Linked DNA regions of Mus musculus: regions 1, 2, 4, 5, 6 and 7 are each linked to region 3. Evidence: chromatin contacts called from public Hi-C and HiChIP or PLAC-seq data. All regions are on one chromosome and are shown on one strand. The core of a region is the stretch at or near the end of the contact, and the rest is flanking DNA. Distances in the headings are between cores, read along the strand shown. Region 1 overlaps Myo10 (myosin X). Region 2 has its middle 71 kb from the start of Gm2824. Region 3 holds the start of Basp1 (brain abundant, membrane attached signal protein 1). Region 4 overlaps Myo10 (myosin X). Region 5 overlaps Gm2824 (a long non-coding RNA gene). Region 6 overlaps Myo10 (myosin X). Region 7 has its middle 100 kb from the start of Gm22810.

Region 1 (3,435 bases), core at 575-3,074, 370 kb after region 3:
GGTGGCTGGGGAGGTGAGAAGAGTAGTGGGACCCCTGGGAACTGGGAGGTATGGGTAATCATGATTCACTTGGTGTGGGTGCTAGGAGTCAAATTCGGGTCCCCTGGAAGAACAGCAAGTGTTCCTAACCACTGAGCTGTTTCTCTGGGGCCCGGAGCCGCCTTCTTGGTGTCAGTACGTTTTTGTGTAAACCTTTGAAGCCGACATAGCCTGATGGTAGTTGCTTAGCAGGCATGGAGAGAAGGTAGGTTCCCACGAGATATCAAAATTATGATACCTTCGGATTTTCTTGGATTCATTCCTTCGCCTCTCTTCTTCCTATGCCAGTCTCTGTGTCTCTTTTCATTAAGACTCTTGTCTAAGACTGCTGCTGGTGTGTGACCTTGTGTGCCCTGGCCACAATGGCAGGAGACACTAGGAACCTTAATGGCGATCTGACAGTCACCTGTTGAATGTAGCCATAACAAAGGAGGATGAGGCTTGACTCTGTGCTTTTGTGGTTTTCTAGTCAGATATCCTGATTGGATTTTAGAATGTCTATGGCAGTTGGACCATGTAAAATGCCCTGGACTGAAAAGCCTTATTGTGGGAGTTTGTAACAGACTGCCAGTAGAAAGGAAACAGATGTTGCCCCAAAAGGCAGGCCCTGACCTTTTTTTCCTATTCTTTTCCTCTGACACTTGTCCCCCTTGTGGACAGGTCTTCCTTCGAGAATCCTTGGAGCAGAAACTGGAAAAGAGGCGGGAAGAGGAGATTGACCGTGCGGCCATGGTGATCCGAGCTCACATCTTAGGCTACTTGGCACGGTAAGAAGCACACCTGGGGAGGGACACGAAGCTCTAGGAGGGCTGTGACCCCCAGTAGGGTGGTTTGTGGGAATGCAGAGGTCCCCAAGGTCAGATCTCTGTAAGTGACCCCAGCAGTTGCCCTGTAAGCCTCACCTGGACAGAATGTCCACTTAGCAGTTACACGAGACACTTAGGCTGCTGCATGGGCTCCACCAAAGCCTCTGGGGTGCAGCTCTGTCCTGTGACGTTGCTACCTGAGTGTATCTCTTGTCTTAAACACTGGGGCTCATGAGGATTTCAGGTTCTGGAGTTTTTCATATTGGAATCTCTTATCTGCCTGGCCTCTCCTGATTGGCAGTCAGAAATTCAAAAGTACCCCAAGATCTGAATTTTTTTCTGTACTGAACATTGATTTCTCCTACCCCAGTACTTGTTCATACATCCTATATCCTACACATAAGTTCTACCTCCTACCTGCATCCCTAGCCCAGGAATCTGAATGAAGATCTACTTCATTTTATATTTATGAGTGTTTTGTCTTATGTATCTACTTCCTATTACCGTGTGTGTGTGTGTGTGTGTGTGTGTGTGTGTACGCGTGTTTGATAGCTATGTGGGTGCTAGGAATTGAACCCTGGTCCTCTGGAAGAGGAACCTATGCCCTTAACTGCTGAGCCATTCCCTCTAGACTCTGAACATTTGTAAGCATCATCTCAGCATTCAAGAAATTGCAGATTTGAGGTTTGGGGATGAAGGATCCACAGCCCATATCACTGTCTAGAGACCCATTCCCTAGCTGCTTAAAAAATGATACCGCATCTTTCGTGGTTGCTTGTGATAAAAATCTCACTATGTAGCTAGGCCTGGCCGGCTTGGAACTCACAGTGTAGGTCAAGTTGGTCTCAAACTCAGAGACCTCTGCCTGTGCCTCCCAGGTGCTGAGACTAAAGAAATGTGCTACCAACTCGGACTCGTGGTCAGTTGGTTGGCTGTACTCTGCAGACCACGTAAAATGCCAGGCATTCCATTCTCCTGAAACATGGGGCTGTCCTGCTGCCCCATGTGTTTTGCTTCCTTGGCGTTTGTATGAACATATCAGGTCCTCTTTGGCTGCGTTTATCCAGCTTATGCCACACTGGGTAAACACTAAATTAGTATTAGTAATTAGTAAATTACTTTTTATTTAGCCAGGATAATGATTGCATTCTGACTTTCTTTTGTTTGGTATTATTCTTTTGTTTAGGCCCAAGTCTCCTCCTCTGCCAGTCTCCATAATAAGAGACCGGGTCCAAGTCTGGATCCTCTCCTTTTTGTCTTAATTGTTGGGTCCTCTTCTTTTGTCTTATAGTCCTGTTGTAAGCTCATTTGACTGGCTCACAGCCTCAATGCCTTGCTGGCCGCTCTCTCTTGCAGAAAGCAATATAGAAAGGTCCTCTGTGGTGTGGTGACCATACAGAAGAATTACAGAGCTTTCCTTGCGAGGAAGAAATTTTTGCACCTGAAAAAGGCAGCCATCGTGTTCCAGAAGCAACTGCGAGGACAGCTGGCACGCAGGGTTTACAGGCAGCTGTTGGCTGAGAAACGGGAGCTGGAGGAAAAGAAGAGGCGGGAGGAAGAGAAGAAGAGAGAGGAAGAGGAAAGGTATGTGCTCTGCCGGCTGAAACAGAACGGTTCACTGGGAGGGTTATCCTTGTTGGCCCGTTAGGGATTCCCAGGGGACCGGGAGAGCTCTCCGCTGACCCTGAAGCTTACAAATCTGAGCAGGCTGACTGACCTGTGTACGTGCCTGCGTACGTAACGTGCCTGCGTGCACGTGGAGGGCAGGGGTTGAGTCAGACGCCTTATTGTTCTGGACAAGTGACTGAGCAGCAGGCTCCACGGTGCCACCTGCTTCTGCTCCTCCAGCCTTGGAATTACAGGTGTGTGCTGCTGCAGATCACACCACGTGGATGCAGAGGGTCTGAACTCAGGGCTCCTGCTCAGAAAGCAAGCTCGTTACAGACCGAGACATCTCCCCAACCCGCTTCTTCCTTTTTAACTGGCAAAGATCTTCTCCGGGTTGCGTACATAGCTCAGCGATAGAGTGTTTGCCTCGGACAGACGAGCCCCCCAGCACTGCCGAAGGAGGAGAGCTGGTGAAGATTGGTGTCAAGGTTGTTGATTTTCACCAGCTGCTTTTCTTTCCCTTTCTTAGAGAAAGAGAGCGAGCGCAAAGAGAAGCTGACCTCCTCCGTGCCCATCAGGTGAGGAGCGCAGCGATTTCTGGGGCTTTATGTACTACCTTCCTGCTTCAGACTTGGACACTGGGTCTGAAGATTCACAATGGAAATAAAGTAGGAGATAGTGGGAACACAGGCTGAGGGGATGTTTCGGGGGCACTCTCTTTCCCAGCACAGTGGCATGGAGCGTAGAGAAAGTCTTGGGCTTTCAGTGTGAATCGAAGTATGGTTTCTCTGTGGCAGAGCAACACCATGTTAGTGTCTTAGAGACGCCTTCACATTCTGTTGCCATTTCCATGGGTGGCCACCTCACGCCGTGGTCCGTCCTTGATATTCATTTCAGGTGTCTGACTCCCACTGTCCTCTTTTTATAAGGACGCCATTCAGATTGGATGCAGGCTCCAGTCATCGGGCCCCACCTCATTTTA
Region 2 (3,154 bases), core at 172-2,671, 320 kb before region 3:
ACTCCAAAAAAAAAAAAAAAAAAAAAAAAAAAAAAGTCCTAGGACGACTGCTGATGTGCTGTGAGAACCACCAGGAAAGCCCCCACACGACTTGCCCTTCAAACTGATTTTTGAGTAAGTTTGATCTCTCTCTTATCTTTAAGACAAGTGCTATCGTTGCCTCTGTCTGGCTTGTGCCAGATTCATCACAGCATCTATAGGTCTATGTCTGCTTCCATGGACTCTGGACAGTATAGGGGAATGCCAGGGCGAGGATGCAGGATTGGGTGGGTTGGGGAGCAGGGGGGAGGGGGAGGGACTAGGGGGCTTGGGGAGGAGAAACTATGAAAGGGGATAACATTTGAAATGTAAATAAAGAAAATAATTGAATAAAAAAATTTAAAAACAATATTAAAAAAAAACCAAAAAAACAAAAAACCAGCTTCTCTGTTAACTTTCTAGCTGCCTCTTGGCATCTTCGGTTTAGTTCCCAAGCTGATGAGTTCAAGCTATAGTACCTCTTGTTCCTCGGGTGCTGTCTCACTCTCCTTGATCACCCAACCTTGCTATCTGTCTTTCTGGTCCTGTCAACTTGACTTCAGCCCTGCCCCCATTCAGCCTTCTGGGCTGTACCTGCTGTCCTGTCTTGTCTGTTTGTCTTTCTTTCTGATCTTGGCATTTTCATAATCATCTTCACTCTCAGGTCCCTTCACCCCTTGGCATGTTTTCCTGGGTCCAGATTCCTGGGGCAGGAACCTGCACACCTGCCACACTGTTCCACAAAGCCTCTTCCCATCCAGCCACGGTCGTCACGTTTCTCTGTGCTTTGTAACCCTCTGGGCTATACAAATGGAAGGTTCATACAGGGCACGTTGAAAAACCAAGTCTTGCTACATTCTGCGCAAATTTTGACCAAGGGAAAAATAGCCAAACAAGTTAGTCACTGGATATAGAAGGAAACCATTTTGTGAAGTTGCAAAATACAGAATAAATAAGCATGCTGCTGTCAGCATGTGTAGCTATAGGGGATTTTAAAAAATGGTAATATATTTTTGATCTTTGCATGTTTTCCCAAAAAAAGAATACAAATGTAATAAGTAATGACCTATACAATAAAGAGTTTGTTCAACTACTCCTTTGTATACTAATGAATATTTTAAGAAGTCCATTTTTTTATTTTCTGTAGAAAAATAAATCACCCCAATTTCCCCTTTCCATTGTTTTATTTACTTTACCTATTTCTGTTTATCTAATCATCCAGTGGCAGATGAGAGCATATTTGTCCTCAAGAAGTTTTTAAATCACTTGAAAAAAAATGTCGTATACTGTGCTTCTTTGTGCATTGTTCAAAGCCTGCCCTGGAGCATAGCATGAGGCAGAAGACTTGCAGTGAACACTGCCACCCCTCCAGGGGAAAGCTTTACCCATCTCACAGCCATTAGGAGAGGCCGGAGATGCATCACCGCAGGCTGCAATTACTCCGTGAATCCCACGTCGACTGAAGTATCACCTCTCAAGGGTGTAATCTTAGGGTCACATTTCTTTTCCAGGGGAGCTAAGCCCACACTCTGACTATTAAAGCTGCTGTGGGCAATCCCAGACAATCAAAGCTCCTCTTCTTCTCTGAGTAAATAAAATCACCTTTAAAAGCAGGCAGTTTGATATTCACAAAAACAACAACCTACAGGGATCTGAGCAAATCAGTCACCAACAAAACACTAATTATGGTCATACAGTGAAGAGAGATTACATTTACACATTGCCTATTTAAAGCATCACGCCTGTGTGTTACTGAAACATACGTGGAAATCACATATGTCTTTTGCTTTCCAACTTCAAGATATTTTTTAAATAATTTTTAAATAATAAAATAAAAGTAATAAAATAATAAGTAAAAACATTTAAAGAGGTCTGCCTGTAGCAATTATTAGTTACTTTATTTGTCTCCTGAAATTAATGTCTCCAAAGCCTTAATGTCTTTTTCCAATTGAGAGGATAAATTTGTGCTCCCAGATATTTTTTCCATCTCCATCTTCTTCCCATCTCTCTCTCTCTGTCTCTGTCTCTCTGTCTCTCTCTGTCTCTCTCTGTCTCTCTCTGTCTCTCTCTGTCTCTCTCTCTCTCTCTGTCTCTCTCTCTCTCTCTCTCTCTCTCTCTCTGAGGCAGGGTTTTATATAACCTCATCTAACCTCAAATTCACTATTTAGCCAAGGATAGCATTGAATTTACCATCTTCCTGTCTCTACCCCTGAGTAATGGGATTATGGATTCGCATACATTTATGGGTTCTGAAAGATTGAATCCAGGGCTTTGCACGTGTTGACTAAGGCAATACCAATGGAGCCACATGCCCAGGCCTCCACCCTCACTGCTCAGCCATACCTTACATATTTGTGAGCTTAGCATACTCTTCATCTCTGTCCTCATTCTTTTCTATAGCCTATCGCACTATAGAATTGAGTGCTTGTACTCAACAATGGATGGGAAAGTTATTTTGTTATATTGTAAAGCTTAACACTGTCATTCTACACTGGGACAGAGCCACCTCAACTCCAGGTCACCATTGCATAACAGTGCTAGCTTCAGGTTTGCAGAATTAATGGCTGTCGGTGCAAGGATGTATTGGTAGGTGAGGAAATAAATAGTTACCTTTAAATCTGTGTGAAATTAAGATGGCTATTTTGGAAGAAAGATTAAGACTGGGCACATAAGGACCTTCTTGATATCAATACACCACATTGCTAACTTTGCTCACATTAATTTGATACAAGACAGATAAGAATCTGCTTACAACTGAAATTATCTAGCCATACTTTTTTTTTTGCATTAATTTAGTTGTGACAAATATGGGACAAGTCTCTCACAGAAGCAAGATGAAAATCATTGTGTTCTTCCTTAGAGAGTTTCTGGTATTGGGAGTGGGGCACTGTATAGTGAAAATGAAGCAAAAAAATGTACAGCAAAGTAATAGATTTAGTTGCAGGATTTTCATATGTCTGACATCATCCTTCTCTTCCCTGAACTTACTATGTCTGGGCTGCCTCTTAAAAAAAAACCATTTTTTATAATCACCCTTACAAATGGGGGCTGAAGAGATGGCTTGACAGCCAAAAGCACTGGTTGCCAGATGCCCTCGATTTGATCCTGATCACCCACATAGAGACACACAGCTGTC
Region 3 (3,159 bases), core at 638-3,137:
CCCTGCAGTGCGTTACATTTGAACAGAAAGAACAATGGACAGTTCTAGAAAGGAAAATAGCACTGTGTGTTTAAAAATAAATGTATTAAATCCACAATTCCCCCTCCCTTATTTTTTTTTTTTTTTATGATTGAAATCTGTAAAAAAAGAAAAAAAAAATGGGTAAGATGTGAAACCTTGAGGTGGGAGGGGAAACAAGACCGCGACCGAGCCGCGCGGAGGGGGGGGGGGGGTGGCATTTGTGTCCAAAGGTTTTGTGAAACATTTAGGGCAAACGCCTTTGTTCCTGGGCTCCGGAGGGGAGTGGGTGGATGGATGATGGGGAGATCAGATGGGGCTGCCTGGCCCTCCACACCCTGCTCTCCGGCGCATGCGCGAGGCCAAGACAAAGGAATAGGTAATTACAGTCCCGATTCATTCATTTTGCCTGCAGTACCGGAGGTCTGTGAGCCCTTGGTATATTCCCAGGGGTAGGGGTTAATCCACACCCCAGCAGCAGTCCCCTTGATACTCGTGTTTTATTCTAGCCCGCCACGTAAGTGGCCAGTGGTCTCGGCCAAGACAGAGGTGTGTCAGCTCCCGTGCAAAATCCTGAAATCGCACCCATGTGCGCTGTGCTCCTTTGAACAGCGTGAAAATCACTGGGGCAGAGGCCGTCCACCGAGTTCGCTCCAAGGCGGAAACGTCTCGGGGGGAAGCAGATTAGGAACAGGGCCAAGCGTTCGATGAATATTCATGAAAAGAATGCGGTCCCCAGCCACGCATTGTGTGCCATCCGATCCAGGGATTCTGGTTTTTTTTTTTTTTTTTCTTTTAATGGTGTGGGGAAGCGGGAACCAGACGTTGGGTTGTAGCGTTTGAGCTACGGGGGAAAAAATCTACAGAAATCTTGGCTTGCAGAAGGGTTGAGCCCGCTCGGGCCGCGGGCTGTCAGGTTCAAGCCCACACGCCACCCCTCCTTCCCCCAGGCTGGGGCGGCGGTGGAGGCGCGCGGCCCGCTCTCTGAGCGCAAGGCTCAAAAAATAAAATAAAATGCTGGCGACGTCCACAGGTTAGTGGGAAGACAGCTCAGCCGCAGACCAGGCTGGGGGCTTTAATCTGCCCCGGACGTGCACACCGCCTTCCGAACCTCGTGTTCCTCGGTTACCCTAAACCAAGATCCAGGAGTCCCGAGGGCCAAGCCACCCCCGCCCCTTCCGATCTGACCAGATTCCGCGTCTTCTTTCTCCCTCCCCACCCCACCCCACCCCCATCCTCCATCTTCTGTTACTGCGCCCCTCACACCGAGCGCCTTCTCCGTGGCTGTGCGGGTTCCGCTGACAGAAGGCTGGGTTCAGCCCACAGAACCGTGGCCAGTGGTCTCGGTGCTGTCACCAGCGGCTCCCCACCCTCCACCCCCTCCCTCCCGAACTCGGTTCGTCCGCCTCGCCGCCACCCCCTCCAAGTCCCCCACCCTACGAAAGGCCGAAGCTGTCCACCTGGGGGAGAGCATCACCTTGGATTTCCAAATGCGACAGAACCCACATAGAGGAATCCCATGCCCACTGTGTCTACACCCGGCCGCACCCCGGCTGCACCGTTGGAGAACCCTAGGCTTCGGGGTGGGGCGGGGCCCTGGGGAACCGGTGGCCCGGAGTCCGCGGTGGCCTTAGGGACCCACGGCGCGCCTCCTTACCGGCTTTGGGTGCCTGTGGCGGCCCTGGGTGAGCGCGGTGCCTCCAAGGGGCCCGGGTGGCTGGTGTCGTCCGGCCGGGTGGCTGGTCGCTCAGCAAAGGCTCTCTCTCTCCCGGCTCGACGGCGGAGCCCGGAGCGTGGAGCGAGTTGGAGCGCTGCCGCCACCGCCGTCGCCGCTGCCGCTACTGCCGCCGCCGCTGCAGCCTCTGCATTTCTCGATCGCTCCCCCTCCCCTTCCTGCCCAGCGCCCTCCCCCCCGCGCGTCCGCCCGCCCAGCTCCTCCGCTCGCCGACCCCGCCCGCCTCGCGCCCGCCCCTCCTCTCCCAGCCCGCGGCCCGCACCCCTCCCGCTCCTTTCGCGCCCCGCCACCCAGGAGGGGGTCCCCCAACTTCTCTCCACCAGCAGCCACTGCGCCCCGAGACGCCCCGTGATCCAGCGCCCCCCCCCCGTCACCACACCCGCACAGTCACCCCCACCCACTGCTCTCCACATCCAGATCCCTTACCCGCCTCCCCAACAGTCTCTGTCAGCCCCCCTCCTCCTATTCCCTCCTTACACGCCCCTCCATTCCCCCCCCACCCCACCCCCACCCCCACCCCCGGCGGGACTGTCTGTGGATTTCTCTCCTCTCTCTGTCTCGCACACATTTTATTTGAAAGCATTGAATAAGTAGCTCAGGCTCTCGCTCAGACTTAAGGGGCTGATGAACTACGCCCCCGCCGCAACCAGCTTTCTCTGCACCCCAATCCAGCCCCGCTCCAGACGACGGGCTTAGATTCTGCTATCACGTAGGCAGTGAGCCTGGGGAAGATGCGATGCCTCCCTTGAAACCATCAAGACAGATATCCGCTGGTTTTAGGGTGTCCCCCAAGGCAAGCATCTGGGACGCCTCCGGCATATGCTCGCCCTCGGGGCCCGACCAGGAGGCTCCAGCTTTGCAAGGCGCCACCGCCCAGAGCTCAGGTCTGGGTTGGAAGGGTGGGCGGCACCGCCTCAGGGTACGTTCTCCCGACTTCGGAGAGAAAGAAAGGAAGAAATGCACCCTAGGAAAAGGGGCTTCGACTTTTTGTGCCTGTGCTTTCATGGAAGTCACCAGCTCTCGGCTGCTTAAGATGCTACTCAGAAGCGCGCCCAGCCAGGCTGTGGCCATCCGCGCCAAGTCCTCGTGTCCTGGTCGACGAGCACTTTGGGTAGCACCGCGACACACAATAGCCACCACGGTTAGGAGATATGCTCGCTATGCTTACCTGTTGGCAAAAATAAAATGCAAAATAAAAATTTAAATTTGGAAACTAACACATGGTGACATCTTCTAGAACCACAGCTCTTTCTTCAGACAAAAGCCAATTTTACCATCCCGCAAACCCATTGAGCCCTGGAAGTTCCGTTCGCGGCACTTTGGCGCCCTCTGGCTTTATCAGGGTGGCTTGCTTGTTCTGCTTCGTCCTGAAAGAATAGCGGAGGGGGGGGGGAATGGAAATGTAT
Region 4 (3,460 bases), core at 171-2,670, 390 kb after region 3:
AGAAATGAGACAAGTTACCCCAATTAACTAGAAGATTTAAACCATCGCTTTTCTGCCAGCCTCCAGCGAGTGTTGTTGGAAAGATTTCCTACTGGAAATGACATTTCCCTGGAAGAATGAATCAGTGCCTGTGCCCAACCCTGCTGTTTGTTTAGTGATGTGGCTGCCTCCGTGGCATCCCAGTAGCATGTGACGAGCGTCAACACAGGATAGGATTCTGTCCAAAGATCTTAAATTCTCGGCAGAGGGGCCTAAGGGGGACGTGTCCCTGTGGGTGTGAGGTGTGTCATTTCCAAGTTCAGAAGAGCCATGAGGCCGAGCATTGAAGAACAGTGCTCGCGCCCGTTGTAGAGAGCCAGTGTTCAGTCCCCAGACCCATGTCAGGGAGTTCCTAGCCACTTCTAGCTCTGGTTCCAAAGAATACTATGCTGCTCTCTCTTCTGGCCTCCACAGACACCACACATATACACAGAACTAAAAAGGAAGTCTTTAAAAGAAGTGTCAAAAAAATTAATAATTAAAGCCAGTCTATGGCGCTGCATGTCTATAATCCCAACAGTTGGCCGACTGAGCAGGACTGTCATGAGTTCTAAGGCTACCCTAGATCTGCCTAAGACTCAAAATATAAAGTCTATCAAAATGTATTTTAAAGTGAACTATACTTGGAGATCCCACGATTGATGGCAAATCATGAAGATTAATTTGTTCAGTAGACGTGTGAGTAGCTACAGGGATGGGGGGTTTTAATAACGTGAGGAGACTTGGAACACTTGAGACAGACACTGAACTGTGTCACATACTTCTGGGGTCCGTGCTTAAATCCAGGTTGGATTGATTCTCTTTGGCTGGAAATGGTCACCGCTGGATTTCCTGGACTTTGTGAAAGATGTTCTGTGTGTGGAGGCATGGTGGGATTCGCTCTCTAAGAGTAGGTGCTCGTCACAGTCCGCCTCCTTGCTTTCTTTCAATGGCTGCTTTGCTTTGTAGGAGAACTGCCTCAACTCTGACGTGGTGGAGCAGATTTACAAGCGGAACCCGATCCTTCGCTACACGCATCACCCGCTGCACTCCCCGCTCCTGCCTCTTCCCTATGGGGACATAAATCTCAACCGTGAGTTCAGAAAGCCCCCAGGATCCTCAGAGCCTCGTAACTTTGTTCTAACGTGGAAGCAGTGCTACCTCAGAGAGTCTCTAAGTCATTCCAGACAGGAAAGAGACGGTAAAACATGCTCAAGTACAGATGTAAGGCAGCGGTTTATCAACCTGAGTCACGACCCTGCTGGGGGTTCGCGTATTGGGTATCGTGCGTATCAGATACTTAACAATTCATAGCGGAAGCAAAGTTACAGTTAGGAAGTAGCCGTGAAGTAATTGTGTGGTTGGGGTCAGCACAGCAGGAGGAAGTGTATTAAAGAAGCAGCATTAGGGCTAGGAAGGTTGAGACATTAGAGAGTGCTTCTCCATGAATTCAGGGCAATCCTTAGAGTGAGTATACAGTGCCTGTTGGACTGTGGTAGGAAGGTGTGCCTATCCAGCCCTTCTGTCTTTAACTGTCAATACACCATCCAGTGAGTTGTCTATATGTTCATTCCTTCATTATGAAGTGGCTTCGTAGCATGGTGTCAGCAGCGGCAGCTTGCGGGAGGTACGCAGCACATCCGAGACGCGTGAGGCAAGGCTACGGTCTGTAGAGGATTCATTGCAGTTTTGCCTGACAGTATTCTCAAGTTCTAATGGATTGACAGGAGATGTAACCTGTCATTTTTAGTCAAGGTACATAGGTCCTAGACAGTATCACGTCTTAAGCAAGAGAGCTGTCCAACTATAGTTCAGGTTTTAATCAAGCAGGTTCTGTACTAAAACCTCAGCTGTCTTAACAGAGCAGTGCAGCTCGCTCGCCTCTGCGCGGACATTCCTTAGAAGTGGCTGCTTGTCCCCACCCCCATCCCTTCCTTTAGTCTCCTGCGCCTGTCATAACTTCTTCCAGCCCCTCCAGTGATTTCGGTTGGCTTTCTTTCCCTAGTGCTGAAAGACAAAGGCTACACGACCCTTCAGGACGAAGCCATCAAGATATTCAATTCTCTCCAACAACTGGAGTCCATGTCCGACCCCATCCCTATCATCCAGGGCATCCTGCAGACCGGGCACGACCTGCGGCCTCTGCGGGATGAACTGTATTGTCAGCTCATCAAACAGACCAACAAGGTGCCCCATCCCGGCAGCGTGGGCAACCTTTACAGCTGGCAGATCCTGACCTGCCTCAGCTGCACCTTCCTGCCGAGCCGCGGGATCCTCAAATACCTCAAGTTCCACCTGAAAAGGTAGAGCACTAGGCCAGGGGGCACTTTTGAAAGAAGCTGGGCAGAGCTTACAGAGGTATAATCCACCATTGCGACATCAAACGCTGCGACAGGGCTCTCCAGCCCGACCCACAGGGCCCCTCAAGCAAGTGTGTATGACTTAGATGTCCTCTTGCCCTTTAAGCCGAATGAAGAATCAAGCCACTAATGTATTCATGCTGGGTACATTTAATTACTCTCTCTATAGAAAACCCCAACTTTGATTGTGTGTGTGTGTGTGTGTGTGTGTGTGTGTGTGTGAACTGACTTAGTTCTTATCAGATTTTATTCTGAGGTTGACAGCGTGAGGTTATGGAATACTTTTAGGTAAAAAAATGGCTACGTAGGTGAATCTCTGAGTAGTCTGTCTAATCTCATTGTTCTGTGTGTGGCAAAGGCAGCTAACAAGTCTCATTTTGCTCAACTGTGGCAAACAACATTTAAAGCTGGACACGGTGTCTTGTTTTGGTAATCTCCTCACTGAGGCAGGAGGAACGAGAGTTCAAGGCCAGCCTAGATAGAGTACATCGTGAACCCCTACATTAACAAAGAAAGGCCAGGTGTAGGCATGGCGTGCACACATTTAATCCCAGCAGGAGGCAGATGCAGGCAGATCTTTTTGAATTCAAGGCCATGGCCCAAGGCATTATAATTTTGGTTATTAGCGGTGCCACATAAAAAAAAAAAAAAACTGGCAGCGGACTACCCGCAACGTAGGTTCTTTACTTTTTCCATGTCTGAACTAAAGCTGGACCTAACCAGAAAGACACTGCCATTCACTCCTGTCACCACAAGGGGGCAGCCTCCCAGCCTCTGCTGCTGAACCCTCCCCACATCCCAGCTCCCTCTGGCCAGCCTGTGTCTATCTCCAGTTCACAGTCACCTTTGTCTCCCAGGATACGGGAACAGTTCCCAGGAACCGAGATGGAGAAGTACGCCCTCTTTATCTACGAATCCCTTAAGAAAACCAAATGCAGAGAGTTTGTGCCTTCCCGAGATGAAATCGAAGCTCTGATCCACCGGCAGGAAATGACGTCCACAGTGTATTGCCATGGCGGAGGCTCCTGCAAGATCACCATCAACTCCCACACCACAGCCGGGGAGGTAGGGAATGCCGACAG
Region 5 (3,173 bases), core at 217-2,716, 390 kb before region 3:
TTTTTAAATGAAGTTTAAAGCCAGCACTAGCATGAATACCTGTTGCTCACCGTGCCAGATAGGATCTGATTCTTTCCTTCCCTTGGAGCTCCATACAAGACAGTGATTCCCTCAGTGTTTTCCCGCCGTTCCCATGGTCCCTGGCCCGGGCGCCAATCTGTTGCAAGCTGGCCTGCAGCTTACAAGGACCGGATACACCAGGGAGGCAGGCTGGGGCTGAAAGAGACTGAGACTGCGAGAGGTTAATGGAGCCAAGACAGGATTCTGTTCAAGGTCCTCCACTTTACTATGAGAGTCTACTTATAAAAGGGGAAGGTCCATCCTCCGCCAGTCCATTCTTGGTGTCTGGAGCCAGCCTGTAGGTGGTGTGCAGAATAGGATGTTCCTCTGGAATGTCTCAGGGGCTTCTCATCGGGTAGCAGTGTCTTGGAGAGAGCAGTGGCAGGTAGCAGAACAAAAGAGCCATCTAGGTCGGAAGGCTCCATCTTAGGTAATTTCCTTCTCAGTGGCAGCAAGGTCAAAGTCTGGATCAGCCTGCTTCAGGGCTAAGGGAGGCTACATTGCTGTAAAGGACAACACTACATCCCTTGGCATGGGGTCGCATAATTATAAAGAAAGAGAAAAGGAATTTGTCTCATGGAGTTAATATGAGCAAGGGAGGTCATACAAAATTCCTGAAATATGGTAAAGGAAATTTACTCACTCAAAAATCCCCCTAATTATGTTTAAATGCATATTGGAGTAAAGATAGGGAGTAGACAAAAGGTAGACGGAAGAATAACAACTGCGCATTATAAAAAGAAGAAAAAAACCCCTCAAATTCTTGGTTTTGTGTGCTGTTTGGGAGTCACAGCACACATGAGCTCTGTGGCTGTTACCAGAGTGGGAAATCACCTGTTTCAACTCCTTCGCCCTTTGCCATCCAGAAAATGGATATGTGATTTGATTAATCTTATTTTTAAGTAAGAATCTCTACTTGCCCTTCCTTGTTACATTGTCTCTACAGAATAAGGGAAGCCATGAGCAGATGATGGCAGGTAGACGCCATTATGAAAGTGTCTCTTGTGCTGGACTCAGGCAGTCTGTGTTTCTTCATATGTGGGCTTTAAATAAACTCTGCCCTGCCAATATTTTCAATTTGGAAAGCATTTGAGGTTGAAATCGCTTTTTCATTTTTTTTATTCATTATTATATGCATCTCTCCACTTAGCTGTCATGTGCCTTTAAGATTTACACCCCAATTCCCCAGGAAATTGGGAAGTGCAGCATTGGAATATACATATATGGTAAGAGCATTTACTGCTCACATTATCTTGACCAGGAAAAGGAGTAAAGAAGGAAGGGAGAAAAAAAAAAAAGAAATGGTCTCATATTCTTACCCAGAGGAGCACTAATGGGTTATGAACCCTTTCAGAGTCATAGAGCAGAGAGAAAAATGGTTGCCTTGGCAACGAGGCAGGCCAGTCAGCTCCACACACTCTCCCAGGAGCTTCTAATTTATTCAGCAAATGGAGGAGAGAACAGGTGGCTAACCTAGATGATGCCAAAAACCTTTAGCTCTATAACGTTTGCGACCGCCACATTCTCTTAAATACAAACCATCATCCTTATTCTTTCTATTGGGAAAGTTAACAAGATGCATTCCAGTGTGGCTCAGGGTAGCTTAATAAACAGGAAAGCTGTCGGCACAGCATTCGTCATTTTCTAACAACAAAATATGGTGTCTGCGATTTCACAAAGTGACGATACAATAATTTAGTGTCACTAGCTACTTTGAAAGCAGAAACCATCTTAAGCCCCATCATAATAACGCGGCATTGGTCTTCCAGTAAATCAGGTATCGTTGCGAATTTTAAAAAGAAGAGAGTGTATTGCTGGATTTTGCAATGCTTGTTTTAAATGATAAACAGCCTCAGAAATTCCAGTTCCATCAAACCATATGCAAGCACAGGAGTGTGACCAATTTTGGATTGTTAGAGGAAATAGAAGGACTCATATCAAGCTACTTAAAGCCCCAGTTATTTATTATAGCATTAAATAATGTCATTAACTAGTATATGGATGGAATATCTGAAAAGCTAGCAGTGACCTTTTGAAAATATTGCACAAAGACATTCATGGATGCATTTTGATTTTCTTTTCTAGTCTTCTATCTAAACCCCCCCTAGTATGTCCAGAGCTTCAGATAACAGGATTCCATAGCATCTGGCTCCTCCCATCTCTGCTCCTGGCTACCATCTCTGTCAAAACCTGTTTTCCAGCACTGCATTCTGCACTCAGTGCATATCCACTGCCAAGGTCACCTGCAAACATTTATCTCTTCCCAAACTATTTCTTCCTTGACCCATGAAGAACTGTTGCTCAGATGTTAAGCAACCCCCTGTGTTCCCCTCCACGAGTTACTTCTTTACTGGATTCCATAGTCATGTTTTCTTCAGACTGAGTCTCTAGATCTTAGATGTAGGAAATATACTATAGTCACCTCTCATGCCCAAATCGACATGGGGCACACAGTACAAAGTTATAATCATCCGACTGAAGAATGGATAAGTGGGTAAGTTAACAAATGAGCATCCAGATGAATGAAACAGACTGACTAAAATTCCACACATTTCTAGTCTATAATAAAGCGTTTTCTGAAATTAAAATGTTACTGCTTTAAGAAAGGTCTGGTGACCATTCTAAAATCTCTTACAAATGCAGTCCTAAGTGGAGCTTATCTTTGTAAACTGGCCTTAGTCTAGCTTCAGGCTAACAACCACACTCCCACACTCCACTCCGAGCATCCTCACTAAGCACCAGAAGCTTCAAAGAAACAGAGCATGGAAAATTCTGGGCTTGACCTAAGGCATCATCAGCTTCACTTGACAACTCCAGGACACAGAGAATGAGCTAAGCAAGTGTTTGTTAGGAAGGATATTTAAAATAGGAGCGTGGGAGGAGGCTGAGGTCTTGGCTTTGGTCTATTGATCTGTTCTTGACATCTTGCTGTTTATTCCAGAGGTGACCTTGTGAAGTGTGGGCGTTTCCTTGACAACAGTGATAACCACTTCCAGCATGTAGGGAAAAGGCTCCTCTGCTTGTTTTCTACTCTACTGACTCAGAGATGCTCTATTGATTCAAAGAAAGCAAGAACATGTCTACTCTAAGGCAGCAGTCAGCTCCTTAGTAAC
Region 6 (3,391 bases), core at 172-2,671, 320 kb after region 3:
TGGAAGCTGTGCCTCCTGCTAGTTATCCATTTGCACTGTGACTGCCTTTACTTTAAACGTATAAAATGTCAGCTGAAGTACTTTAAATATATATATATATATAATATTTTTATACATAATTTATATATAATGTAATTTTTTAGAAAGGTATCTGATAGAACCAATAAATCTTGTTGCAGAAATTGGGTACCGGGTGTGTTTGGGATCAAAATAACTCTCCAGGAGCCTGGTTTCTCCTGGTCAGTGTTTCAATGTTTATTGTGTTTGATTCCCACGTAGTTTCTATCAATGTCTTAGGAGCCTAAAAAGTCTTTGTTAAAGAGGGAGAAATGGCTTAGGAATTGAGAGATGGGTGGCTTTTGGAGAGGATCTGTGTTTTGCACTCTGTTTCTAGAGGAACCAGCACCCTCTTCTGGTGTCCTCAGGCAGTGCACTGCTAGTTAACCGTGCAGTCACCTCTCTCTGTCTTTCTCTCTGTCTCCTGTGTGTGTGTGTGTGTGTGTGTGTGTGTGTGTGTTTCTCTCTGTGTCTCTGTCTCTCTGAACAGAACCTTTGCATATGTGGTAATGTTTGTTCATATTTACTGCATTAAGAGCTATGCAGTGAGTTTAGGTATGGTAGTACAGGTCTGATGCCAGCACACGGGTAATGGTGCATTGCCAGTGATCCTAGGCTACAGAGCAAAGCTACTGCCAAGCCAGGCAACCAAGCATAAGACCGTCTCTTAGCAACAAAAAAACCCCCAAGAAACAGAGAGGAAATGTGGCTCAGCCAATAAAGCGCTTGCTCTGGATTGTATTGTAGATGTATCCATTGATTGAATTTGGGTACCACGCGATCGGTTGTTCCCAAAATTTTGACCATCTGTGGTTTTCTGTAATAAAGCAGAAGGACTCAGTGCCTGGGCAAGGTGGTGCCTGTGACCTTGAGATGCTGGAGAGCTCTGTGACTGTTTTCACGGTGGCCCTCAGGTGGCTTTGCTCCTACCCTTCCCTGACCAGAGCAAAAGCTCCTAAGAGGGCATCACAGAACATCACAGAGCATCTTACCAAACTGAATTTAAAAGCTGATATAAGCCATTAGGAGTACTTGCTGCTCTTGCAGAGGACCCAGATTGGAGTCCTCGAACCCACAGGAGGAGGATCACAACCCCTCAGCCTCTGCAGGCACCTGCACTCAGAGGTAACATACAGACAGGCAAGTGCACATACAAACACACACTTAAAAATCTGTAAGCTTCTGACAGAGACTGAGAATCTCACTGTCTTTTACGATATAGGACATTAAAGAAAGTTGCTACAGGCAGAAACCATTACTGCCTGAGATGTGTCCATCATGTCTGCCTCCACTTTCTGTGTGGCTGTGTGTGGTTAGATTTGATGCCAGCTGAGGTCCAGCATCCGGTGTGTTTGAGGAACTGTGAGTTCACCGGTGCCTCCTCCTTCACTTTCAGCTTTGGGTAGGTCTGCGGACTTGCTTGGGCTGGACCCAACGCAGCTCACAGATGCACTGACCCAGAGATCCATGATCCTCAGGGGAGAAGAGATCCTGACGCCTCTCAGTGTCCAGCAGGTATGACCCTCCTGCCCTCAGTGCCATTGAAACTTGCCTCAAAGACAGCCTGGGGCTTGCCATGACTTTACTGTGCACATGTGATCCCAGTGAGGCATCCACATGACTGGCTCATGGGCCAAATAGAAAAGAAACCCAAGTTTGGGAGATAGGGGAAGTTGTTCTGTAAGTGACAGGGGAGCAAAGCTCTGATGTGCTCGGGTCTGACACAGGCCGGCTGAGACTGTGCGCTGATCCTTCCACATAAGGCTGTCAGTTCTTGGGAAATGTGTTCACTGTGCCTCGTTCCCTCTTCCGTAAGCCAAGGATGGTTATATCTAATTCACAGGATTCTCATGAGGATAAAAAATAATAATAATAAGCCAAATACTTGCTATAAGTACTTAGCGTCTGCTGCAGAGTCAGCACTCAGTTAAAGTGAGCTGTGAAAGTTATCCTCACTATACTTGAGCACCGCAAAGCACTGTTACTGTTCTTTGCCTCTGCTAAACCTTGATGAGCCCCCCTAATCTTCCTTCTTGGTTGTCCTTACAATTATCTTCTTGTGTGTGCCTGGCACTCCCGGGTGGAAGGCAGAGGATACACTGTGGGAGTTGATCTTCTCCACGTGCTTTCTGGGGATTGACACCAGGATTGTCGGGCTGGGTGTTCAGACAGCTGTCCCCACGGAGCCGTATCGCCTGCCCTTTCTGATTTAACTATCTCCTTTTTTTCTTTTTGAGATAGCTTCTCACTATGTAGTCCTGGCTGACCTGGCATGCTTTATGTAGACCAGGAAGGCCTTGAATGCTTGCCTCTACCTCCCTTATATTGAGATGTAAAGACATATTCCAACACACCTGGCCTAATCTTTCTTTAAAAAAAAAAGATTTATTTATTTATTTTATGTATATGAGTATACTGTAACTATATAGATGGTTGTGAGACATCATATAGTTGCTGGGAATTGAACTCAGGACCTCTGCTTGCTCCAGCCCAAAGATTTATTTATTATACGTAAGTACACTGTAGCTGTCCTCAGATGCACCAGAAGAGGGCGTCAGATCTCATTACGGATGGTTGTGAGCCACTATGTGGTTGTTGGGATTTGAACTCAGGACCATGGGAAGAACAGTCAGTGCTCTTAACCGCTGAACCATCTGTCCAGCACCTAATCTGTTACCCCATAAGGAAAAGAACCTTTATGAGTAAAAAAATTAAGAAAATAATTTTAAAACTAGGTTTTAATATTTTAAACCTAATTTTTTGTTTGTTTTGTTTTTCGAGACAGGGTTTCTCTGTGTAGCCCTGGCTGTCCTGGAACTCACTTTGTAGACCAGGCTGGCCTCGAACTCAGAAATCCGCCTGTCTCTGCCTCTCGAGTGCTGGGATTAGAGGCATGAGCCACCACGCCCAGTTTAAACCTAATTTTAATTTAAACCTAAATAATATATGATATATATATATATATACACACACACACACACATATACATATATACATACATATATATACATTCAATGTCAACTATGCAAATAGGCATATATGTACATATATATATGTGTGTGTGTGTGTGTGTGTGTGTGTATAGACACATACATAATACACACACACACACACACACACACACACATCCATTATATAGATCTGGAGCCCCTTCTATTACTGGACATGTGAAGTTGAGTTTGGACGGCAGGTCTTTATGAATGGATCTGTCAAGGCAGTATGTAGGTCTGACCTTTCTTTTATTTCCCTGGAAGACATTGATTCACTTAGCCATGGGAACCAAATCTTTCCCACAGTGGGGCGGGATGGGCCGGTTGGTTATGCCTTCCGCCAT
Region 7 (3,369 bases), core at 427-2,926, 490 kb before region 3:
AGTGGCAGACATCAGGACAGTGATGCACACCGCCCAATGCAAAAGCATGAATTACTTAAAGGGTGATGAGACTTTGGCGGGATGATTTATAAATCAATTGTGCAGTTTGCCATAGTAAACTTTGTAGATGACAGTGCTGTTTCCCAATTTTAAAAGGCCGGATATGTCTGCTAGAGATTTCCAGAAGAAACCCAGTCTTCGCAACCACTTGATATTAGCCCAGTGAAACCTACAGATAGTGTCTGGCTACCAACCCCACAAGCAAGCTTGGGTTGTTTAAGATTTATCACCGGTTCTATAAAATGCTTTTACAAAGACTATGTGAGAGATGCCTCAATTAAATATTTCAAACACCATTAACTCCCACCAAAATTCTGGGACAGACCCCTGTCTTGATTAGCATCTTTGATCCCATTAAATCAGTTTCACAAGTCACAACAACAGTCAAATATCCCCAAGCTTCTTGCCTTTGTTATAGTTTGCTTTGGTTTGGTTTTGTTGTGTTGTGTTGTATTGGTGAAGATTATTAATAGCAAACAATATAAACCGCTACTCACTCATTCTTGTCTTAAATTTATGGTATAATCGTTTCATTTTCTCCACTGGCATTTGAGGAAAATGTAAAAGTGTGTTTTGTTGATTACCTCCCAACATGATTTAGGTAACTTTCCAGTCAATAATAAAATATATAAAGTATTTAAAAGGTCTGTGCAATTGATGAGAGCTGTGTGATAGTTACACTTTCAAGGGAAAACATCACTGAGTTTAACTAAAAATCAAAAATTGTGGATGAAATATTTGAACGTTGAGTTTAGACTTAAATTCAGATTTATGAAAGAAAGTAAATAAAATGATTGTGTATATGCTATTATGATGTCTTTCTGTAAGTTATCTGAACTTGAGTACTAAAGGTATTTTCTTCAGCTCACCAGTTGATCATATTTGAAAAATGTCTTGAAGGTAATTCAACTTTAGACACCTTTCTGTGGAAACAAGTATTAGAACTTGTACTGGATTTTCCAGATCACACAGGTTCATTTCCACCTTACCTCACAAAGACAGTTGTGGGCACAGGATCTGCAACACTTAGTCTTTTAGGGTTTGTGGATTTTATCTTCTGATCAGCCCCTCTCCAATAAATCTTTTTTTTTTTCTTGAAGTTGAAAGCACATGCTAAGCCATAGAAAACCTTTATTTTATTTATTTGTTGTCTTTTCCTCCCCCCTCTTGTGCAAAGAGTACAGGAAAAGAATTCCTAACCCTCCTTCCCTAACTTCCAAGAGCCAGGATTAAAGCTGTCAACCACTATACCTGATAGAAATCATTCAAGGGGTAGTTGATGAAAATTTTAGTGGGATACAGGGGAAGAATTTCAGCCAGAAAATGGGCAGCAAAGTAAGCCAAAGAGTGTGAGACCCAAGCTGGTCCTGGACTGCTTTATCATAAGCCAGGTCCAACAAGTATTCTCCACACCCCAGCCTTCAGCCTTGCCTGCAGCAGAGCACACAGCATATCATTCTGGCCTCTTTGCCTTTCAGAATTCCAAAGTCTGACTTGAAGTAAAGTTTATGCTAAAGTTCAGTTATCAGCTGAGAAATGAATTGTGGGAGCCTTGGGATATTAGTCACTCTGTCACACTCTCCATCCATTTATGGAAGTCTACAGTAGAACTGTGCCGAGCAACACTGTGTGTGGTAGAAACCACAAGATTTCAGCCTCAACCACGTGTTCTAAGTCATGTTTATTACTCAGTTTGGGTTTAAAACTATTCAAAATTTGTAGCTGTAGAATAAGAACTCTGTAGGTTTCAGGTCCATGGACAGCCCATCATTCCTTCCACAGCTGGAGGAGCCAGAGTAAAACAAAGCATATCGAGCTTAGCCATCACCTGTTCTTTATTAAAAATTCATAAAGAAAAAAAGGAACTTATTCAAAAGAAATCAACTAGATGAGTATTAACAACTCACTATCAACATGAAAGTTTTGATTTCTGTAAAATGCAAATAGTGCTAGGAGAAACAAAACCAATACTAGTTACTAAAACGGATGATGATAATAATAATAATAATAATAATAATAATAATAATTCAATTTCATGTTTCTTGAAAACAAAGACTTTGGTTTAAATATAAGATGAAGAGAAGAGATTATCATAGGTCCCGACAAATAAAACCCAGAGCAGAACAAACAAAATAGAAGTTCATTATCCAGAAATACCAATTTAGAGGTTTATCTGATAGAACCCATGCCAAAAAGATTGTTTTCAAACTATACCCATTTTACTAAACACTGTATAACAACTGAAGCTTTCAAATTAATGAAATACTAGTGTTTGCTTTCAGAACACCCCCCCCATAAACTTGATTAACTATATCAATATTTACTTTCCATTTCTAATATATTTTCCGTCTTTCCAATTATGTCTTTACAAAATGACAAACTAGATTTATTAAATAAGTTACTCATCTCAAAATCATACTAAACAAAACTCCCCATAATAAAGAAGAACAAAATGGGCAAATATTCTATAAAGAGAATGTGCACTTAAGAATTAAATTAAAACATATTAGTGATTTAAAATGTTTACATTACTGTAGCACTAATATTAATGTCAGTATAATTACATTCTTGCTCTTCTTACTCTTAGCTTATTTTTCCCAATTTTATGTAAATTTTCTACTGGGCTATTCCCATGTTACAGTCTTTTAAAATTATTTTATAATCATATTTGAGTGCCCAAGAAAATGACTGTTGGCAAGCAAAATCCTCATCTGTGACAACAAATGTGCATACAAGGCTGCCTCTTGTTTCTGCTATAACAGTCCTTAGACGCAAGGGTATCCTGACAAATTTTCAGTTAAGAAGTTCAAGGACTCCCCAGCAATATAGACAGAATCCAGGAAATTAACTTAAAGACAAAGTGTCTTAAATATTCTTACCAGCAACAACCCCTCTTGTCTGAAGATTTTTTATATGACTCCAGGTAATATAGAAATGTAGATAAGTATCCAAATCAAACATTTACTGATAATAGATCAGTGAAAGTATTTTAAAAACAACTATGTGGAATACATTAAATTTTACTCACAATGAAATACATTCACATACGGATTAGATGAATGCTCTTGCTCATTTTTACACAAAGAATTAAATCTTGAATCGATATGTATTTTTTAGAGTTGTTTAATACTAGTATTTTATCCTTCCTTTGTTTCTTTAAAATGATGCCCTAAGAAGAATTTTGTTTTCATTTTATTTTTTATTTTTATTAGATATTTTCTTTATTTATATTTCAAATGTTATCCCCTTTCCTGGTTTCCCCTCCGAAAACCCTCTATCCCCTCCCCCTGCTCACCAACCCACCCTCTC

Evidence for each region. Hi-C and Micro-C count contacts between places; a contact is called where the count stands out from the background. HiChIP or PLAC-seq counts read pairs in DNA pulled down with a chosen protein or histone mark.
Region 1: a contact with region 3 is called in an H3K4me3 HiChIP or PLAC-seq map of embryonic stem cells, with 14 read pairs. The contact joins the enhancer-like site here to the promoter of Basp1 in region 3. A contact is called at or near these places in 11 of 39 promoter capture datasets (the 3T3-L1 cell line, cranial neural crest, embryonic stem cells and 6 more), 28 of 484 Hi-C or Micro-C datasets (the 4T1 cell line, the AML12 cell line, the BV-2 cell line and 18 more), 20 of 115 datasets of contacts at active chromatin or transcription factors (the NIH/3T3 cell line, astrocytes, bone marrow-derived dendritic cells and 15 more) and 2 of 9 other capture datasets (adipose tissue and macrophages).
Region 2: a contact with region 3 is called in an H3K4me3 HiChIP or PLAC-seq map of neural tube, with 5 times the contacts expected there. The contact joins the enhancer-like site here to the promoter of Basp1 in region 3. A contact is called at or near these places in 21 of 39 promoter capture datasets (the 3T3-L1 cell line, 3T3-L1-derived adipocytes, the HPC-7 cell line and 11 more), 1 of 15 datasets of contacts at CTCF or cohesin (embryonic stem cells), 4 of 484 Hi-C or Micro-C datasets (adipose-derived mesenchymal stem cells, bone marrow-derived macrophages, cranial neural crest and 1 more), 20 of 115 datasets of contacts at active chromatin or transcription factors (astrocytes, bone marrow-derived dendritic cells, bone marrow-derived macrophages and 10 more) and 2 of 9 other capture datasets (embryonic stem cells and liver).
Region 4: a contact with region 3 is called in an H3K4me3 HiChIP or PLAC-seq map of neural tube, with 5 times the contacts expected there. The contact joins the enhancer-like site here to the promoter of Basp1 in region 3. A contact is called at or near these places in 15 of 39 promoter capture datasets (the 3T3-L1 cell line, 3T3-L1-derived adipocytes, the HPC-7 cell line and 9 more), 27 of 484 Hi-C or Micro-C datasets (the 4T1 cell line, the AML12 cell line, the BV-2 cell line and 18 more), 15 of 115 datasets of contacts at active chromatin or transcription factors (astrocytes, bone marrow-derived dendritic cells, bone marrow-derived macrophages and 12 more) and 2 of 9 other capture datasets (adipose tissue and embryonic stem cells).
Region 5: a contact with region 3 is called in an H3K4me3 HiChIP or PLAC-seq map of forebrain, with 7 times the contacts expected there. The contact joins the enhancer-like site here to the promoter of Basp1 in region 3. A contact is called at or near these places in 16 of 39 promoter capture datasets (3T3-L1-derived adipocytes, the HPC-7 cell line, HPC-7-derived erythroid cells and 10 more), 12 of 484 Hi-C or Micro-C datasets (bone marrow-derived macrophages, cerebellum, cerebral cortex and 7 more), 26 of 115 datasets of contacts at active chromatin or transcription factors (SST interneurons, astrocytes, bone marrow-derived macrophages and 16 more) and 2 of 9 other capture datasets (embryonic stem cells and pancreatic islet).
Region 6: a contact with region 3 is called in an H3K4me3 HiChIP or PLAC-seq map of bone marrow-derived macrophages, with 4 times the contacts expected there. The contact joins the enhancer-like site here to the promoter of Basp1 in region 3. A contact is called at or near these places in 17 of 39 promoter capture datasets (the 3T3-L1 cell line, 3T3-L1-derived adipocytes, the C10 cell line and 10 more), 3 of 15 datasets of contacts at CTCF or cohesin (embryonic stem cells, large pre-B cells and stem cell-derived epiblast-like cells), 15 of 484 Hi-C or Micro-C datasets (the F1.1 cell line, the Patski cell line, Sertoli cells and 9 more), 24 of 115 datasets of contacts at active chromatin or transcription factors (SST interneurons, VIP interneurons, bone marrow-derived macrophages and 15 more) and 1 of 9 other capture datasets (adipose tissue).
Region 7: a contact with region 3 is called in a Hi-C map of adipose-derived mesenchymal stem cells, with 4 times the contacts expected there. The contact joins the enhancer-like site here to the promoter of Basp1 in region 3. A contact is called at or near these places in 15 of 39 promoter capture datasets (the 3T3-L1 cell line, 3T3-L1-derived adipocytes, the HPC-7 cell line and 11 more), 6 of 484 Hi-C or Micro-C datasets (adipose-derived mesenchymal stem cells, cerebral cortex, muscle stem cells and 3 more), 19 of 115 datasets of contacts at active chromatin or transcription factors (the NIH/3T3 cell line, astrocytes, craniofacial prominence and 11 more) and 1 of 9 other capture datasets (embryonic stem cells).

The regions. Positions count from the first base shown.
Region 1 is chr15:25,777,382-25,780,816 of GRCm38.p6, forward strand. Myo10 (myosin X) reads left to right here. Exons shown (of 41, transcript NM_019472.2): 22 at 700-806; 23 at 2,202-2,429; 24 at 2,983-3,031. Among named protein-coding and RNA genes, the nearest start is that of Retreg1, 64 kb to the right of the region's middle. Within about 2 kb of position 1,825, at least 45 of the 459 cell types and tissues checked have an H3K27ac peak or open chromatin away from gene starts, as enhancers often do. A contact at or near this core is called in the 4T1 cell line, the NIH/3T3 cell line, the STO cell line and 4 more, where this site is marked.
Region 2 is chr15:25,092,545-25,095,698 of GRCm38.p6, forward strand. No RefSeq gene overlaps it. Among named protein-coding and RNA genes, the nearest start is that of Gm2824, 71 kb to the left of the region's middle. Within about 2 kb of position 1,422, at least 3 of the 459 cell types and tissues checked have an H3K27ac peak or open chromatin away from gene starts, as enhancers often do. A contact at or near this core is called in neural tube, where this site is marked.
Region 3 is chr15:25,411,877-25,415,035 of GRCm38.p6, forward strand. Basp1 (brain abundant, membrane attached signal protein 1) reads right to left here and starts at 1,888. Exons shown (of 2, transcript NM_027395.2): 1 at 1,676-1,888. Gm48957 (predicted gene, 48957) reads left to right here and starts at 2,314. Exons shown (of 4, transcript NR_168943.1): 1 at 2,314-3,159.
Region 4 is chr15:25,802,276-25,805,735 of GRCm38.p6, forward strand. Myo10 (myosin X) reads left to right here. Exons shown (of 41, transcript NM_019472.2): 34 at 988-1,111; 35 at 2,024-2,321; 36 at 3,236-3,443. Among named protein-coding and RNA genes, the nearest start is that of Retreg1, 39 kb to the right of the region's middle. Within about 2 kb of position 1,421, at least 16 of the 459 cell types and tissues checked have an H3K27ac peak or open chromatin away from gene starts, as enhancers often do. A contact at or near this core is called in neural tube, where this site is marked.
Region 5 is chr15:25,018,090-25,021,262 of GRCm38.p6, forward strand. Gm2824 (a long non-coding RNA gene) reads right to left here. Exons shown (of 5, transcript XR_001781655.2): 1 at 40-3,173. Among named protein-coding and RNA genes, the nearest start is that of Gm2824, 3.2 kb to the right of the region's middle. Within about 2 kb of position 1,467, at least 47 of the 459 cell types and tissues checked have an H3K27ac peak or open chromatin away from gene starts, as enhancers often do. A contact at or near this core is called in SST interneurons, cerebellum, cortical neurons and 8 more, where this site is marked.
Region 6 is chr15:25,732,535-25,735,925 of GRCm38.p6, forward strand. It overlaps Myo10 (myosin X), which reads left to right. Exons shown (of 41, transcript NM_019472.2): 11 at 1,454-1,572. Among named protein-coding and RNA genes, the nearest start is that of Retreg1, 110 kb to the right of the region's middle. Within about 2 kb of position 1,422, at least 27 of the 459 cell types and tissues checked have an H3K27ac peak or open chromatin away from gene starts, as enhancers often do. A contact at or near this core is called in bone marrow-derived macrophages, where this site is marked.
Region 7 is chr15:24,919,730-24,923,098 of GRCm38.p6, forward strand. No RefSeq gene overlaps it. Among named protein-coding and RNA genes, the nearest start is that of Gm22810, 100 kb to the left of the region's middle. Within about 2 kb of position 1,677, at least 7 of the 459 cell types and tissues checked have an H3K27ac peak or open chromatin away from gene starts, as enhancers often do. A contact at or near this core is called in adipose-derived mesenchymal stem cells, where this site is marked.